Regions from separate parts of the Sus scrofa genome. Here region 1 is linked to region 2. A link is a contact called in public HiChIP or PLAC-seq data. All regions are on one chromosome and are shown on one strand. The core of a region is the stretch at or near the end of the contact, and the rest is flanking DNA. Distances in the headings are between cores, read along the strand shown.

What was found. HiChIP or PLAC-seq counts read pairs in DNA pulled down with a chosen protein or histone mark.
Region 1: a contact with region 2 is called in an H3K27ac HiChIP or PLAC-seq map of alveolar macrophages. The contact joins the enhancer-like site here to the promoter of TRAPPC3 in region 2. A contact is called at or near these places in 4 of 5 promoter capture datasets (fetal liver, fetal skeletal muscle, liver and 1 more), 11 of 47 Hi-C or Micro-C datasets (embryonic fibroblasts, epiblast stem cells, fetal skeletal muscle and 6 more) and 2 of 2 datasets of contacts at active chromatin or transcription factors (alveolar macrophages and skeletal muscle).

Annotation. Positions count from the first base shown.
Region 1 is chr6:92,401,439-92,409,197 of Sscrofa11.1, reverse strand. THRAP3 (thyroid hormone receptor-associated protein 3) reads right to left here. Exons shown (of 12, transcript XM_021095929.1): 7 at 7,126-7,237; 8 at 6,098-6,182; 9 at 3,944-4,131; 10 at 811-1,006; 11 at 224-367. Among named protein-coding and RNA genes, the nearest start is that of SH3D21, 8.0 kb to the left of the region's middle. Within about 2 kb of position 1,752, at least 21 of the 83 cell types and tissues checked have an H3K27ac peak or open chromatin away from gene starts, as enhancers often do. A contact at or near this core is called in alveolar macrophages and embryonic fibroblasts, where this site is marked.
Region 2 is chr6:92,288,953-92,296,642 of Sscrofa11.1, reverse strand. It overlaps TRAPPC3 (trafficking protein particle complex subunit 3), which reads left to right and starts at 2,931. Exons shown (of 5, transcript XM_005665219.3): 1 at 2,931-3,123. The coding sequence starts at 3,082.

The sequences.
Region 1 (7,759 bases), core at 503-3,002, 110 kb before region 2:
TGGAATCCAGAAACATCTTAGATAACACTTTCAAGGTCAAGGACAGCCTCTCTGGGGAACACTCATCTGCCAACACTGTACTATTCCAAGCACCTATGTAGCCAGTGCAGTGCCTGCACACGTTTTAACCACAGCTTTGAAGAGACCAATCAAGGCCTCGGTATCAGCTACTGTGTGTGCCAAAGGCCCCCTTGGCCCTTTCTGGTTATCCCCAGACACATACCAGGTAATACTTCTTGCTTTTGGGCGTGTACTCAGGGTCCCACTCCTCCTCCCGGTTTCTCTTCTGAAAATCGTTGTTGCTGCTGTTGTTGTTGTTACCAGAGTAGTTACCTCTGCCCCAGCCTCTCCCTCTGGCTCGAAATTGCTGTGGCAATAAACAAGGGGTGGGGGGGACACAGGACAAAGGGACCATGTAAGGAATGCAGAAAAACAACTCCTTGCTTTCTATTCAAACACTTTTCTGGCACAAAATAGACAGCTGGTCACCTGGTTTCTAGCCATTCCCTTTCTGTACCTCTCAAGTCTGTAGCCTAGACAGAAGTCGACATGGTACGGGGCCTCCCTACACACAGCAGGATGGAGTCGAGATAAGTGAACTTCAGACCAGAAGCCCTAAGAGGCTTTCTGGCTAAGTGATTATAAATAGAAAAAACTGAAAATGGAAAGCCTGGGAATTGGGGAACCACGGATTCTAGGGTTTAGAAACTGGGTTACTTGTATCAAGGGCAACAAAACAGGTATTCTAGCACATGAGTGGAACTGGTGGAAGTAAGGGCGGAGAGAAAGGGAGAGGGGACAGGGGCTTACAAAGGTCCCTCGAGCTCTGCCTCCTCTCTCGCTTGGACCCACGAAGTCTTTGGTCCCCAGTCTTGATTTGTCAAAGCCGGTGGTACTCTCCTCTCTCTCCTCGGTCTCTTCAGTGTACTCTTCTGCTTTGTAGGAGTGGGATGACTGGGAAGAAGAGGAAGATGACCTGGATCGGTCTCGTGCTCTCCGGTGCTTCCTATGAAAACAGAAGAGCCAGAGAAATCAGTCAGCTTCTAGGGTAGGGTCCTTGGCTGGGGGCTCCCGGAGAAGTAGCACAGTGTAATCAGCAGTAGGTCTATGATGAAACAACAACTCACCCCCAACTTTCCCACCCAGGGACACGCCTAGGTCTGAGCCTGGAATGAACATGGGAAATACAGAGGAGGAGGAACAAAACACAGTCCATGGCCTCTGGTAGTTCAGTCTAATACCCAAGCACAAATCAGAAAGGCAGAAGGAAACAAACAGCGTATGTAGAGCCACAGGGTATGTGGCACTGGGACAGGCTTTATCTATTACCATCTGTCTCGGCTTTATATTAGTTTTATTTCTCCTAGGAAGAATGGTACCTGTTTTGTGAGGCTACTCTAAAGATTTAAAAAACAGTGTGCTTAAAACACTTTACACTGATGTAGAAGGCACTCAGTAAATGGCAATTAGGACTATTCAGTAGTATTTCCCCCATTTTATAGACAGGATGTTCAGGTGACAGAGCTGAGCAGACCTGGATTCACACCTAGCTCTAATTATACGACTACTCCGCAAACCACCTCCCACCTTCCACTGAGCTTAAACAGATTGTGTCATTAAGCAGAGGATCTGGTGAAACTCTTCCCAGAGTTATTTCCCTTCCTGCCCTTCATCTGGGGGAAATTACAGACTAGGCAAATCACACTAATACGATGAGTCACAGTCTACGTACTGCCATGTGGTAGTGGAGGAGGGTACCAACTACGTCTAAGGTGGCAGAAAGGCCAGGCTCCCAAGAGGAGAGGAGGCCTTACAGGGAGGAGCCAGCCAAGTGCCAGTAACACATCATTACCCTCCTCCATTATGAAAAGCCCCTGGCCCCCGCCTCCTACCCCAACCCCCAAACAGTTGAGATGATCAAATACTTAATTATCTGAATCCTTCTGGCTCTAACATTTACTCATAAAAAAAGGAAAATCTAAGTTACTTCCACAGGATTCTTACAACTCGAATGTTTGACTCACTGCTAGTTCAAGAAGTTTTCAAAAATAACACTCCAAAAGACCCCAGATTTAAGTCCCAACACTGCCTTTTATTAGCTGTGTAACCTTGGGTGAGCCACCCTTCAGGCATATGAGAAAGAGTCCTTGTATCAACTCAAGTGTGACATACAAAGAGAACAGTGACACAACTGTCATTCTTCTTCTCGCCCCAATCACAAAACACTAGGGTTGCTAGAGACTTGTTCAAGGTTACAGAGCAAATCAGACAGAAAGGAATAAGCGAAAAGAATAAGGATCAGTGATCCAAGGCCAATCCTGAAACGCCTGAGGGCTCCTGCTCCCTTTCCACCAGGGGCAGCACTGACGACTACTGTACCCCCACTTCCGTTCCCTACAGCGAATCATCAGTCCTGCATCTGTGGGGAGCCCCGAAAGCTGCTAGAGCTCGTTCATGCATGAGTAACAGACTGGAAGGGAGACAAACAGAAGATCTGAGGTTTGATGTCAGTCGATACAGTGTGACCTTGGACAAATCATCCTGGGCTTACTTTTTTATCTTTCAAATGGGCAAATCAGGTAGCCTACTCACTGTCCAACGTATCTCAAAGGACTATTATCAGAAAATAGGGAGTTCCCGTCATGGCTTAGCGGTTAATAAACCTGACCAGTACCCATGAGGATGCGGGATGGATCCCGGCCTCTCTCAGGGGGTTAAGGATCTGGCATTGCTGTGAGCTGTGGTGTAGGTCACAGACGCAACTTGGATCCCACGCTGTTGGCTGCGGTGTAGGCTGTGGTGATTGGACCCCTAGCCTGGGAACCTCCATATGGGGCCAGTGTGGCCCCCCCAAAAAAGGGCAATGAATACGAACGTGCTTACCAGTTAAAGTTCATAGACAACAGAAGTGGTGTTGCTTCTTACAGAAAGGCATGAGGTTTTAACTCTGTTACCTTTTTTTTTTTTTGTCTTTTTGCCATTTCTTGGGCCGCTCCCACGGCATATGGAGGTTCCCAGGCTAGGGGTCGAATCAGAGCTGTAGCCACTCCTAACTCTGTTACCTTTAATGAGACATGACTGAAAAGTCATAAACATTCAAAAACCTAAGTAGATGGAGTTCCCGTCGTGGCGCAGTAGTTAACGAATCCGACTAGGAACCATGAGGTTGCGGGTTTGGTCCCTGCCCTTGCTCAGTGGGTTAACGATCCAGCGCTGCCGTGAGCTGTGGTGTAGGTTGCAGACGTGGCTCGGATCCCGAATTGCTGTGGCTCTGGCGTAGGCCGGCATCTACAACTCCGATTCGACCCCTAGCCTGGGAACCTCCATATGCCTCGGGAGCGGCCCAAGAAATAGCAAAAAGACAAAAAAAAACCATAAGTAGAAACAACAGGACCTTGGTATAAATGCCGCCTTATGAAGCGCAACAGTACTACCTTTGTTAAAAGAATATTTGGAACAATCCCTCTCTTGGAAGTGTCTGTGAAACTAGTTTAAAAGGCATTTGAGATCAACGAACTTGTCCTATCCAGTTCCACCCTGTTTCTCCCACCACTGTCATTACCTGACAACAACTTTGAGCCATTTCTAAAACATAACCCCCCAAGATCTGTACTGAGCAAGGACATGACAAAGAACGTGTCCAAAATAAATGCAAAAAGAATTCCCAATGATTCTGCACACTGTCCCTAGAGCCAAATCAACTGCCCATCATCTCCGAGTGGGGAGGCCTCCCTTGGACAAGGATTATGCCTACATTTGTGCAAAAGTTCTGCTTTTAATCCAGGGACCTTACTTGACAGTTCAAAGAAACTGCACACGTGGCTACCGTTTCTAACCCAAGTTCTCTGCCGTGGAGGGTCTGCAGTACAGCCTAATGGAGGGCAGACAGAGGCCACTCAGGAGTCTGAATAAGGTGACAGACAAGGGCTCATGGATGACGTACTTCTGTTTCTTTGATCCTTTATGAGTTTTCTCCGTTTTCTCAGCTGAGCGTTCCCTCGAGTGGCTTGAGTCTCGGGAATCCACTGACTCTCTTGATTTACCTCGTTTAAGATCTCTCTCTTTATGTTTTTTACGACGCTCAATATCAAGGCGGAGATCAACGGGATCATCTTTGTATTTTCCCTCAGCCTGCCAAAAGAGACATCAAAATGAAAGTTCTTGGGATTCAGGGCTACCAACTCAACCACCCCACAAACTGGTTTCTACTCCAATGGAGTGGTGCAGAGGAAGCACCAGGAGCGCGAGGCGGCACCTCACCCGAGCTAGGCAGGGATACGAGATCTTCCATAGGAGTCATTTTATGAGGATCCCTTCAGAGCCCAAACCCGTTCTCTAAAACAATGACCACAGCCTTCTGCAAATGCTGCGGCGCCTGTGCATACACACAGCTCACTTTGCTGTTTCCCTCCGTGGCCCAGGAATGACTGGCTAGCCGACAAGTTGAGAAAGCCAAAATCAGCTCTGGAAGGTATCGGTTAGGCTGGTTCAGGCTCAGTCACCACCGAGAGTGGAAATGCTGTTATTTCCCCTACCTTCTCTTTGGCAGCCCCCCCAGGACCTCTCCTCCTCCACAGAATCTCTTGAGTATGGAATCCAGTGACAGACAACAAGAGACTTGGGCAGCCTCTCAAAATGGTTAGTTATATTGAGAAATTTCTAAAGAGGGATTATCAAAAACCATAATGGAGAATTCATAAAGTGGAAACATCAAAGTTTATTTTTTAAAAAAAGAAAGAGAAAAATAAAAATCTTTTTTGCTAACTTCCTAGGAAGTGTAACCTATCCGGGTAAGTATACTGCAGATACAGCATGAGCCTAGCAACGACAGCGGCCTTCTACCCCAAACTATCAGGCCAAGGGCCTTCAAACAGCTCTTGAGAAGCTCAAGGGAAGCAGAGATGTAAGGTGGTTTCAGGGATGTTCTACACTAAGACTTGTCTCATGGAAGTAAAAGCTCCCTAAAAAGGAGGAAAGGAGCAGTTCACTCTGTATTAACATTTTACTTACACAAACGACTAAGCTTTCTGTTGAAAAAAAAAATTAATTTTAATTACAGAAGTGGTAGGTATAAGCAGGTTCACTTTATCACGTGGTGGCTGTTTCTGCAAGTGGGGCCTCTGTACCCTCCAAAGACCAAAAAAAGAGGAAAAAACCCAGCATGGCTCCCTCAGGCGCTGCACGTAGCACCTCTAACGAGTAGGTTCTGCGGGGCAGAGAGGACGGGATTCCTCCTGATGTTTCAAAAGCTTGCATTTCACATGGTTCAGGCCAAGCTAGTGGGGACTTGGAGAAAAAGAAAAGGGGGATGGGAGCGAAGAGAGACTGTGCAAGGTTGTCTCTCATCGCATTCAACCAACAAGACAAATTTATTCGGAAAACTTGAAAATTTGTACTTTTGGGAAAGGTCTCAGCAACATCGGAAGAGCTACCTTTAATTATAAATTTTCGCTGTATATGAGAATGGTGGTCAATAAATCCTAAGATTTTAAAAACCCAAATCTAGCACTTCATAGTAAGAGACTGCATACAAGCTTTAAACCTCTTAAAAACAGTGTTTACGTGCACATCATCACAAAGGTAACTGGGCTATCAACGCAATGCTTAGCTTTAGAGTAACAGTAACCAACAGATGATAGATATGGTACAATGTTAGAAAAAAATCTGGACTAACTGCTTAAAACAGTCTACGAAGTTAAGATATGAATATTTCACTCTCCTCTGACATGCATGTCTTTTGAAATCATGGTTGGAAATAGCGCATGTATATAGTTGATTTGATAATACTTACAAGCAGAAAAATATCACAAAAAGTTTCTTCTCTCATCATGGGCACTTGTTCCAAAACTCCTCTCTTTTTTTTCTCAAGCTCACCTCAATAGACTTTGGGGTCATTTACCATATTCTAACCACTTCACAAAGGTTGTTGATACATTTAATAAAAATTAACCCTTTGTAGTTCATTTTTAGAATTATGCCCATCCTTAAAAGAAAAACACAAACTTAAGTAGAGAGTAATTTAAACAAACACATTTCTGTCAAGTTCATGCCCAACGCACTCATTTTGTTGGAATTACTGATCAAAGCAACAGTTCACCTTGTAGCCAGGTTCCCGGGGACTTTTCATTTCGTCATGAGCCAAACCATGTTTTCTGAAAGTACTGGGGGAAATGTCTATCCTCCTGGAATTGAAAACACAAAAATTGTTTACCATTCCATAGTGTGACTAGAGCACTGGTAATATTTTGGTTCACAAGCTGAGTAACAGAATCATAGATATTCCCTTTTATTGTGTTTCATAACTTATACGCTTATGTTGTTTATTTACTTACACTCTCTCATAAGTGTACAAAAGCACGCACACACATGTATGCATGCACACCCTCCCCCCACAATCTCAACTTCCTGAACTCAAACAGAAGAAACTTCTTATTTCCATCCAGTACTGCTAGAGCCATGCCTACAATCTTAAATTCACATCAAGACTACCTTTCATCTTGGGAATTAAAATATAACGGCCTATTATTCACCGATGGGATTGAGGTCCAGGTGAGAAACAACTGCCTGGCGTGACACACGTCCCCAAAAAGACCCCAATTCCAGGACTGTTGTGCAAATATGGTCCTTCCACCTACTGTAACAGGTTTAAGAGATGACTATTAAATAATTAAAGAGAAGGCCAACTTTGTTTCTAGACAAAGACCCTATTCACTGAATGAACTCCCACAACCAAAATGTTTAAACCTGCTGGGCTTTCAAACCTTTTGACATAATCCTGTCAGCTCTCCCACCTCGAGCACCCACCTGCTGCAAATCCTTCTAAAGGAAGAACTGATGTGTGAAATTCATGGACTGTTTAAAGAAACAACATTTACTCTAAGTATCGAAAGCTCACAGGGATCCTAGTTTCCAAGAATGCCAGCATTCATTTATATCAAAAGGGCTGTTTTCCTCAGGCCCCCAAAGCAGGCCCTTTTCACTCTTAGCTACCACCATCCTAGAGCCTTGAGGGCGTTAACCTAAACTGTGCTACTATTGCACCTAACAAGTGGCAAAACAAGTCGAGTTTACTATCTGATGAGCAGTCTCTTATAATCGCCTCCAGTATAAGGCTGAGGTGCTCACCTGTGAATCTCTGGGCTTTTCTTGTTTTTAGCTGCTTCCTGCTCGGTTCCTCTCTTTAGGTATTTAGTAAAGCGTTCATGCAATGTCATTCCCGAGGACCCAAAGTGATGCTCTATGAGAAGTCAAAGACAAACATGTCAGGCTATCAAATGCAGACTCAACATGCAGCTCCTCTGCATGGCCCTGCAGCCACAGAGAAGAGACTATAGTTAGCTTCATATAACAAACATACCATGAAAGAAAAGAAAAAAGTGGCTAGTTCAGACCCAATCCTATGTTGAGCCCTAGATTTCTACTGCAGGACATAGATACAGAGAAAACGGAGCCTACTATCCTCTGAATCAGCACCAACTTCTGCTTGAGTTCCAATTTCAGATGGAACCTGTAACTGGCTCAGGCCCAGCTTCTACATCACATTCCCCAGCTCATCCACCTCCATTTGCCCAGGAGATGGCACAATAACATGGGGAAGAAATCCATACCACAAGACCTATAAGAAACCTCTAGAGGCTTCTCCTACTAGACAGGAAAAGACAGAGGCTGGAAAAGCCACTTTTCATACCTCCTTCCTCAAACATTTTCAACTTTCACGTAAAGGACTTGTTCTTACAATCACAGGCTACCACTAACATTT
Region 2 (7,690 bases), core at 1,682-4,181:
ATCAGGCCCCAAATGTCAGTGGTGCCAACGTTGAGGAGCCCTTCCTTAGACTGAGGCACCTGTACCTCCTCACAGGATGCTAGCGGTGGGAGTTAGGCAACTTGACATTCTCTGGCCAGCCTCAGAAGGCTTCCTACACGTCCGTCCGATGGATGCATCCGATGGGTCGGCAGCATCGAGTCCTGGGAGGATGACTGAGGGGAGCCAGGAGAGCACCCGTGTCCTGTGAGTGCTGCAGTAAGACCAGACAGTCGGAGTGGACTCCTTGCCATCTGCCTCCTAACTGATCGGGATCCTTGGTGGACCCCAGGCCACAGCAACTGACAGGGCTTAGAGTGGGTGTCTCTGAGGTTGGGGCTGAGTGATCGTGTTCCCCAAACATTACACATCCCAGAGAAGGAGAAGGGGAGCACTTGCAACATCATGGGCTGAGGCCCCAGCAGGATGCCCTGCCCTCTAAGGTAAACGGTGAGGAGCTGTCACCTTCCTGTGCCTCCCCTTCTGCCTGGGGCAGTTCTCCTCCCCTTCCACAGAAACAGGCTTGGAGTCGTCAGTCTGGGCTGGAGCAGCTGGGCTGGGGGGCAGGTCGCTGAATGGGGTTCAGAAATACATCCCTTTCCTGATCCCACCAGGGGGAGAACAGGTGTAAGAGTGTTTATAACCTCCTAGGTTTGGTGGGACAGGGTCCAGGATGAAGCTGGCAGTGAAGGAAACCACTGGGAGGTTTGACAAAGAGGTATCAATTGGGACCAAGGCCCTGGAGGCTGTCTCCACACCCACAAAGTAGGAAGTAGGAGGGGCCTCATGGTGGGGGCAGGGAGAGATTTGCACTCTCAACTCCCCCAGGGTGCTGCAGCAAGAAGGGGGTCTCTAACCCAGACCACTTGGCTGGAGAGCCCTCTCCTCCACGGCCCCTTCCCTGGGGCTGGGGGTGGGGAATGCCCTCAAGGGCGGCCGTAGACACCAGCTGCAGTGTGTGCTCCCTCCGTCCAGTTCTTGCAGAGGGGAAGTAACAGACAGGAATTGGAGGGGGAGGAACTATCCAGGACGAAATAGGTTGAAGCCTTTGGGTTGGCGGGGGCGGAGGGGGGGTGTCCTTGTCTAGAGTCCCTGTTAAAGGATGGGAAGTTACGCCCGCTGCATTTTTTTCCGCCAAGGAGGGTAGGGAGGGGATGCCTGGTCTTCTAAAGAGTTCTGGCTGCAGGGTTGCTAGAGAAGGATTGGCATTTGTGAATGAGAGCCCTTGGTGAAGTTGCTAAGGAGCCAGGAGGATACCCTAGAGATTAGCCTGAGATAGACCCCACCCCCACTCTTAATTCAAGACTGGTGACTCTTCAAGGAGGCGTCCCAAAGGAAAAGTCGCCAAAAGGAGGAATTGCAAGCAGAGAGGGGAAGAATCTCAGAGGTTGCAAGATGGGCAGGGAGAGGCTCCGCCTCCAGTCCCTCCAGAACCGCCCTGCCTGACAGCAGGCTGGGTGGGGTCGGGCCGCAGGCCGTGACTGTGACTCAGGTTTCTGTGGGCAGCCAAGGGCAGCCGGCAGGGAGGAGCCCAGACCGACAGACAGGCCAGCCAACTGCAGCTTTCACCTCAGCTGTCCTCTCTCCTGGGAATGCAGGAGGTTCTTCTCTAGTTTTGCTGGCCTCCAGGGGCTAGCCCACCCCAGCGTCCCCACCCCCACCTCCAGCTGACCATCGTGTTCCTTCCTAGAACCCTTGGCCAAGGCACTGACACAGGAAGGAGAGTCACAGGTCACTACCTCTAGGGAGGCCCCAGAATGTCTGTGCCACGGGGAGAAGAGTGTAATAATGGTTAGTCCTGCACCCTGGGGGAGAGACTGAGGGAATCCTGGGTACTGTCTTTCAGGCTGAGCAGCCGGGCCCCCCAGCCTTCCCCAGCCAGGCTGGCCATGCCTGGGCAGGCTGGTTATCATGGTGAAGGCTAGCAGCAAAATGCAGCTGCCTCAGAGCCAGACCACCAGGCCTAAGTGAGGAGAGGGTGCTCCTTGGACTCCCAGCCCAGTTCTGTCAGAATTGACCAGTCAGGGAGGGATGGCTGGAGGTGAAACCAAAGGGCTATATGGTCTGGGACTGCAGGACTTGCCTTGGTGATGGGTGAGGGTGTGGCCAGCACATTCCCTTGGTATTTCTGGGGCCTGTTTGCTGGGCTGTGTTTTTAGAGAGTGGCTGGAAGAAAGGGAATGCACAGTTACTTTGTGCCAAGTGCTCTGCATACATGTCTCACCAATCTTCACAACAACTGAGAGAGATCCAGCAACTTGCCTAAAATGGCAAAGCTGGGATTAAAATCCAGGACTGGCTGCTACCAACGCTGGTGATCTTTTTTTTTTTTTCCTGGAACCAGACTGTAGTTGTTACAGGGGAGGGAGGGGGAGAAAATGACCTGAACTTTATCAGACTGGATGTTTCATCAGGAGGCCACAGTGGTTAAGATGCAGATGCTTAGCTGCGTTTGGGGTCTGGGGACAGATGGCAATTTGAAGAGAAAGCCGTTGGCACGTAGTAGGTGGTCATTAAATATTGTTGTGAAGAAGCCAGATTTGTGTATGAGCCATAGCCAGTCTTCTGGGACATCCTGGGAGCTTCTAGCTCTGAATTGCAGCAACAGCGGAAGAAGCTAGTTTGAAAGAGGGACTTTCCAAGACCAACCCCAGCGAGAGAGGAATTTGCGGAGCATCTCTGAGTGGGGGTTGGGGGGGCAGGAAGGGGAAGTGTGGACGATACAAGATTACCGCAAACTGCTAACGCCACCTAGTGGCCATACTGCAGCCCATGGGGAGCCAGGCTCCAGGAGTCCGCTGAGCACGGGGCACTCTGGGAGTTATAGTCCAGCTACGCGGTGGCGCCAATGAGGCTGTTGGGTGTTGTAGTCCGACGTTTATTGGGCGGGAATTACCCTCGTCGGCCAGACCACGACTCCCGTGGTGCCCCGCGGCAGGCGCGCAGGCGCGGTGAGGCGGCACCCGTCAATCCCCGACGCTGTGGGGTCGCTAACTGGGTCCAGAGGTTTTAGGAGGGGTCGCCGGGTGGGTCTGTGGCGAGGCGGGGTAGGCGGCCGGCACCATGTCGAGGCAGGCGAATCGTGGCACCGAGAGCAAGAAAATGGTAACCGGAGCGTGTGATCTCGGCGGGCGGGGCGGAATGGGGGCGTTCTGGGGAAGGGGCCCGGCGCAGGGCGCAGGGCCCAACTGGTAAAGCGCCTTCTCCGAGCGCTGGGAGGGAGTGATTCCGGTGGAACGAAGGAGGAGGAGGCTGCTAGATGGGTCGAGAGTGGAGAATCGCTCGGGGCGCGTCGTGGGCCTGAGGCGGGTTGGAGGGCCTCTGGAGTAGCTCAGAGACCCCTCCCCCGAGGCCTGAGTACGGGATCAACAGCGACGACGGTAATAGCAGTAATTCCCACTGTTGCGCTCTTCTGTTAATTAGGCACTGGGCCAAGCACTTTATATCCATTATCTCATTTAATCCGCAAAGTAATTCTCACCGTTTTGGGGCTCAGAGAGGTTACATAACTTGCCCAAATTTACCGCTAGGAAGAGTTGGAATTTGAACCCATGTCTCTCTGACCCCAAAGCTCATGCTTCAGACCATAATATCTCTCACACTATGCCGTGGGCATTGCAAGAGATGCTCACATTCTGGTTTTGCCAGAAAGGAAGAGTAAGGGGTGGGTCAAAGTAGGCAGTCAGTGGTACTCTTCTCTGGCTTCTTTCTTGTCCTGGGAATATAGTTCCATAAAGTTTGGCTGCAGATGGGGGCTGGGCCTGGGAAGTAAGGTAGATGACTTTTTTCTTCAAACTAAGGGGACTTTTTGATGCGTGTTCCTTTTCTTTGGCATTTTCTTAGTTCATCCAGAATTGCCCAGTTCTCTTTGCTTTCCGATTTAACTGAGTTACTGAAGGTTGCATACAGGGCAGATCAGGGGCCCTTTGTTGACACATGTCTAAACTTCCCTCACACCTTTGCATCATATATCAGGAACAGCCACGAAAAATGGGCAGCAGGCAGCCTTGTTACTCTGGTGTAGTACTGTACTTAACTTTTTCTCTCTCAGACCCCTTTTGAGAAGTTGGTGATAGTTATGGACCTTCTCCCCAGAAATAGTAAGTAGACACACATACACATAGACATTTACTTACATTTTGGGAGGCATCTGTGGGCCCCCTGAAGATACTCTATGGACACAGGTTAAGAATTACTGTTTTGGGGAGTTCCCTGGTGGCTCAGTGAGTTAAGAACCCAATATTGTCGCTACTGTGGCTGGCATTTAGTCCCTGGCACAGGAACTTTTGCATGCTGCAGACATGACCAAAAAATAAAAATTTAATATTTAAAACATTTTTAAAAAATAAAAAGGTAATAATAGTATCTTTATAATAAGGTTTGTTTTGAGGGTTAATTGAAGTATCGTGTGTAAAGCTAGCAGTGTGATAGTGCACCTAAGAACACAACCGACAGTAAATATCAGCTAGCAAATATCCTTTTTTTAAAAAAATTTTATTTATTTTTCTTTTTAGGGCCATACCCACGACATGTGGAAGTTGCCAGGCTAGGGGTCCAATTGGAGCTACAGCTGCCAGCCTACACCACAGCCACAGCTACGCCAGATCCAAGCCACCTCTGTGACCTGCGCCACAGATCACGGCAATGCCAGATCCTTAACCTACTGAGCGAGGCCAGGGATCGAACCTGCATCCTCATGGATACTGGTCAGATTCATATCCGCTGAGCCACGATGGGAACTCCAGTATATTTTTTTTTAAAAATTGAAGTATAGTTTATCTACAACACTGTGTTAGTTCCATGTGCACAACACAGTGATTGGATATTACTGTACACCTCAAAATGATCACCACACAAGCACCCTTATTAGTAAAGATATTAACATTTGTGTGTCTGTATGGTGTTCAGTTCTTGAATCCCACAGACACTCTGGCCTGCCCTCCTGTGTGCTGCAGCTCTATTCTCCAGAGTTTAGGCGAGTGACTACTTGAGCAGCTGTACTCAGAGTCTCCATGACAGGAGGCTGAAGAGTGACAAGAGGGATGGATTCAGTCCTGATACTGACCTTCCTTCCCTAGCTGCTGGGGGGGCAGTCACACTGGATTACTTGTGTTGACAAAAATAGTAACTGTGACTCTTGGAGCCGTAGCTCCGAAGATAAGCCCCTTAAGGAGTTTAGAGGTTTATCTTTGCACAGTAACTACAAAGCCCCCTGAAAACCATCAAGTGCCCACCTGAGTGTAGAGTTTGGCTTAACTTAATCTGCTCAAGTTGTGCCTGAAGTACTTGGATTTCATATTGGCTTTGTCAGTATGAAACCACTCCTGTGGTTTCTTGGACTGCCAAGCATCTTTTAGTCTATTATCTCATGAGACCTTCCCAGTCAACCCTGTGATTGGCATGTTAGATTTCACTGTTACTGTTTTTGTTTGAGATGATTATGGTTTAGCCACGCGAAGTGACTTAGCTAAAGTCTCACAGCTAGCAAGTGACAAGTCCAGACTCAGAATCAGGTCTTCTGCCTATAAACCCTTTCTTTATGCCTTAATAATTGTTTTAGAGTTCTTTATAGTGATTCAGAATCTCCCTCTTTGAACTAGTTCAGTGTGCTTTTTGGTACCAGAAAACCGGTTTAAGAACAGAACGAACATCTCCTTCTTGAGTATGTTCTGTGCAATAGGCACTCTACACACATCATCTTACTGGAATCTCACAGTAACCCTGAAGGGCAGGTAATAGTCCCATTGTGCAGATGGGAAAAGCTGATATTCAGGGAGATTAAGCAGTGGCTTAGGAGAACAAAACCTTTTTTTTTTTTTTTTTTTTTCTTTTTGCCTTTTCTAGGGCCACTTCCTACGGCATATGGAGGTTCCCAGGCTAGAGGTCTAATCGGAGCTGTAGCCACCAGCCTACACCAGAGCCACAGCAACTTGGGATCCGAGCCATGTCTGCGACCTACACCACAGCTCATGGCAACGCCAGATCCTTAACCCACTGAGCGGGGCCAGGGATCAAACCCGCAACCTCATGGTTCCTAGTCAGATTCGTTAACCACTGCGCCACAACAGGAACTCCGAGAACAAAACTTTTTCAGGACAATGCTTGATGATAAGACTGGGTCTCAGTTACTTAACCTGACATCTGTAAAAATGGAGATAAATAACGTTTGTTCTGTTAACCTCTCATGGCTCTTATGAAGATCAATGAGTAGCTCTGTAAAGACACTCTGAAAATTTTATAAATGTTAATGATCACTATTATTAAACAGAATTCAAGCAGTCTGAAAGTAGATGTCTTGCAGAAGAGATTCATGTTTCTGTTGGGAGGAAGAATGTGGTGCTTATGTTCTGTGAATACACTGGATTGATTGAATTGGCTGACCCTTAAGGTCCCATGGAACTTTAAGTTATAAGTTCAGACTCTGAAACCTATTGTTACTTCTCTGACTTCCTCTTCTTCTTCTTTTTTTTTTTTTTTTGTCTTTTTAGAGCCTCACCTGTGGCATATGGAGGTTCTCAGGCTAGGGGTCTAATCAGAGCTGTAACTGCCGGCCTACACCACAGACGCAGCCATACCAGATCTGAGCCACGTCTGCGACCTACACCACAGCTCACAGCAATGCTGGATCGTTAATCCACTGAGCGAGGCCAGGGATCGAACCTGCAACCTCATGGTTCCTAGTCCAATTCGTTTCCTCTGTGCCACGATGGGAACCCCTCTGACTTCTTCTTCTAATCGCGCTGGTCTCCTAGCTGTTTCTCACACACACCAGACATAATCCCATTTCAGGGAATCAACTTGCTACCTTGAATTTTTTCACCTAGATGTCTTGATAGCTTGGTCTTACTTCCTTCAGGTCTTCGCGCAAATATCATCTTAAGGAGGCCTTCTCTGACTGCCCTATTAAAATTGGCCCCTGAGAGTTCCTGCTGTGGTGTAGTGGATTAAGGATCTGAGGGTGTCTGTGGCGGCTCATGTTTGATATCCGTCCCTGCACAGTGAATTAAGGATCCAGTGTTGCCGCAGCTGTGGCATAGGTCACAGCAACAGCTTGGATTCGATCCCTGGCCCAGGAACTTCCATATGCTGTGTGTGTGGCTGAAAAAGGAAAAAAAAAAAAAAAATTGACCTCTGCACACACACACACACATAGGTGAATATAAATACCCTTTAATCTCTTTTTATGCTTATTTTCCTCCATAGCACTTATCACTATCTGACAAATGATTTATTTTATTTATTTAGTTTACTATCTGTTTCCCTCCTGTTAGGTAGTCCCTGGTACACAGTAAATGTTGAATGATTTTTTTCCTATACCACAGCTCACTCCTGTTTTTAGGTCTGAAGATCTTTAAGTTGTATATTTATGTCATGCTGTCATGCACTATTCCAAATGGTCTTGGTTCATAACTGAAGATGGAGACAGACTTGCAAATTAAGAGATGGTGTAGAGAGCCTCAGTCAGGGATCCCATTCCAAAACCCCAGGCAGGAGTTTCTGTAGTGGCTCATCGGGTTAAGAACCTGACTAGTATCCATGAGGATGCGGGTTCAATCCCTGGCCTCATTCAATAGGTTAAGGACCCCGCATTGCTGCAAGCTGCAGTATGGATCACAGATGCAGCTCAGATCCTACGTGGCTGTGGCCGGCAGCTGCAGCTCCGATTTGACCC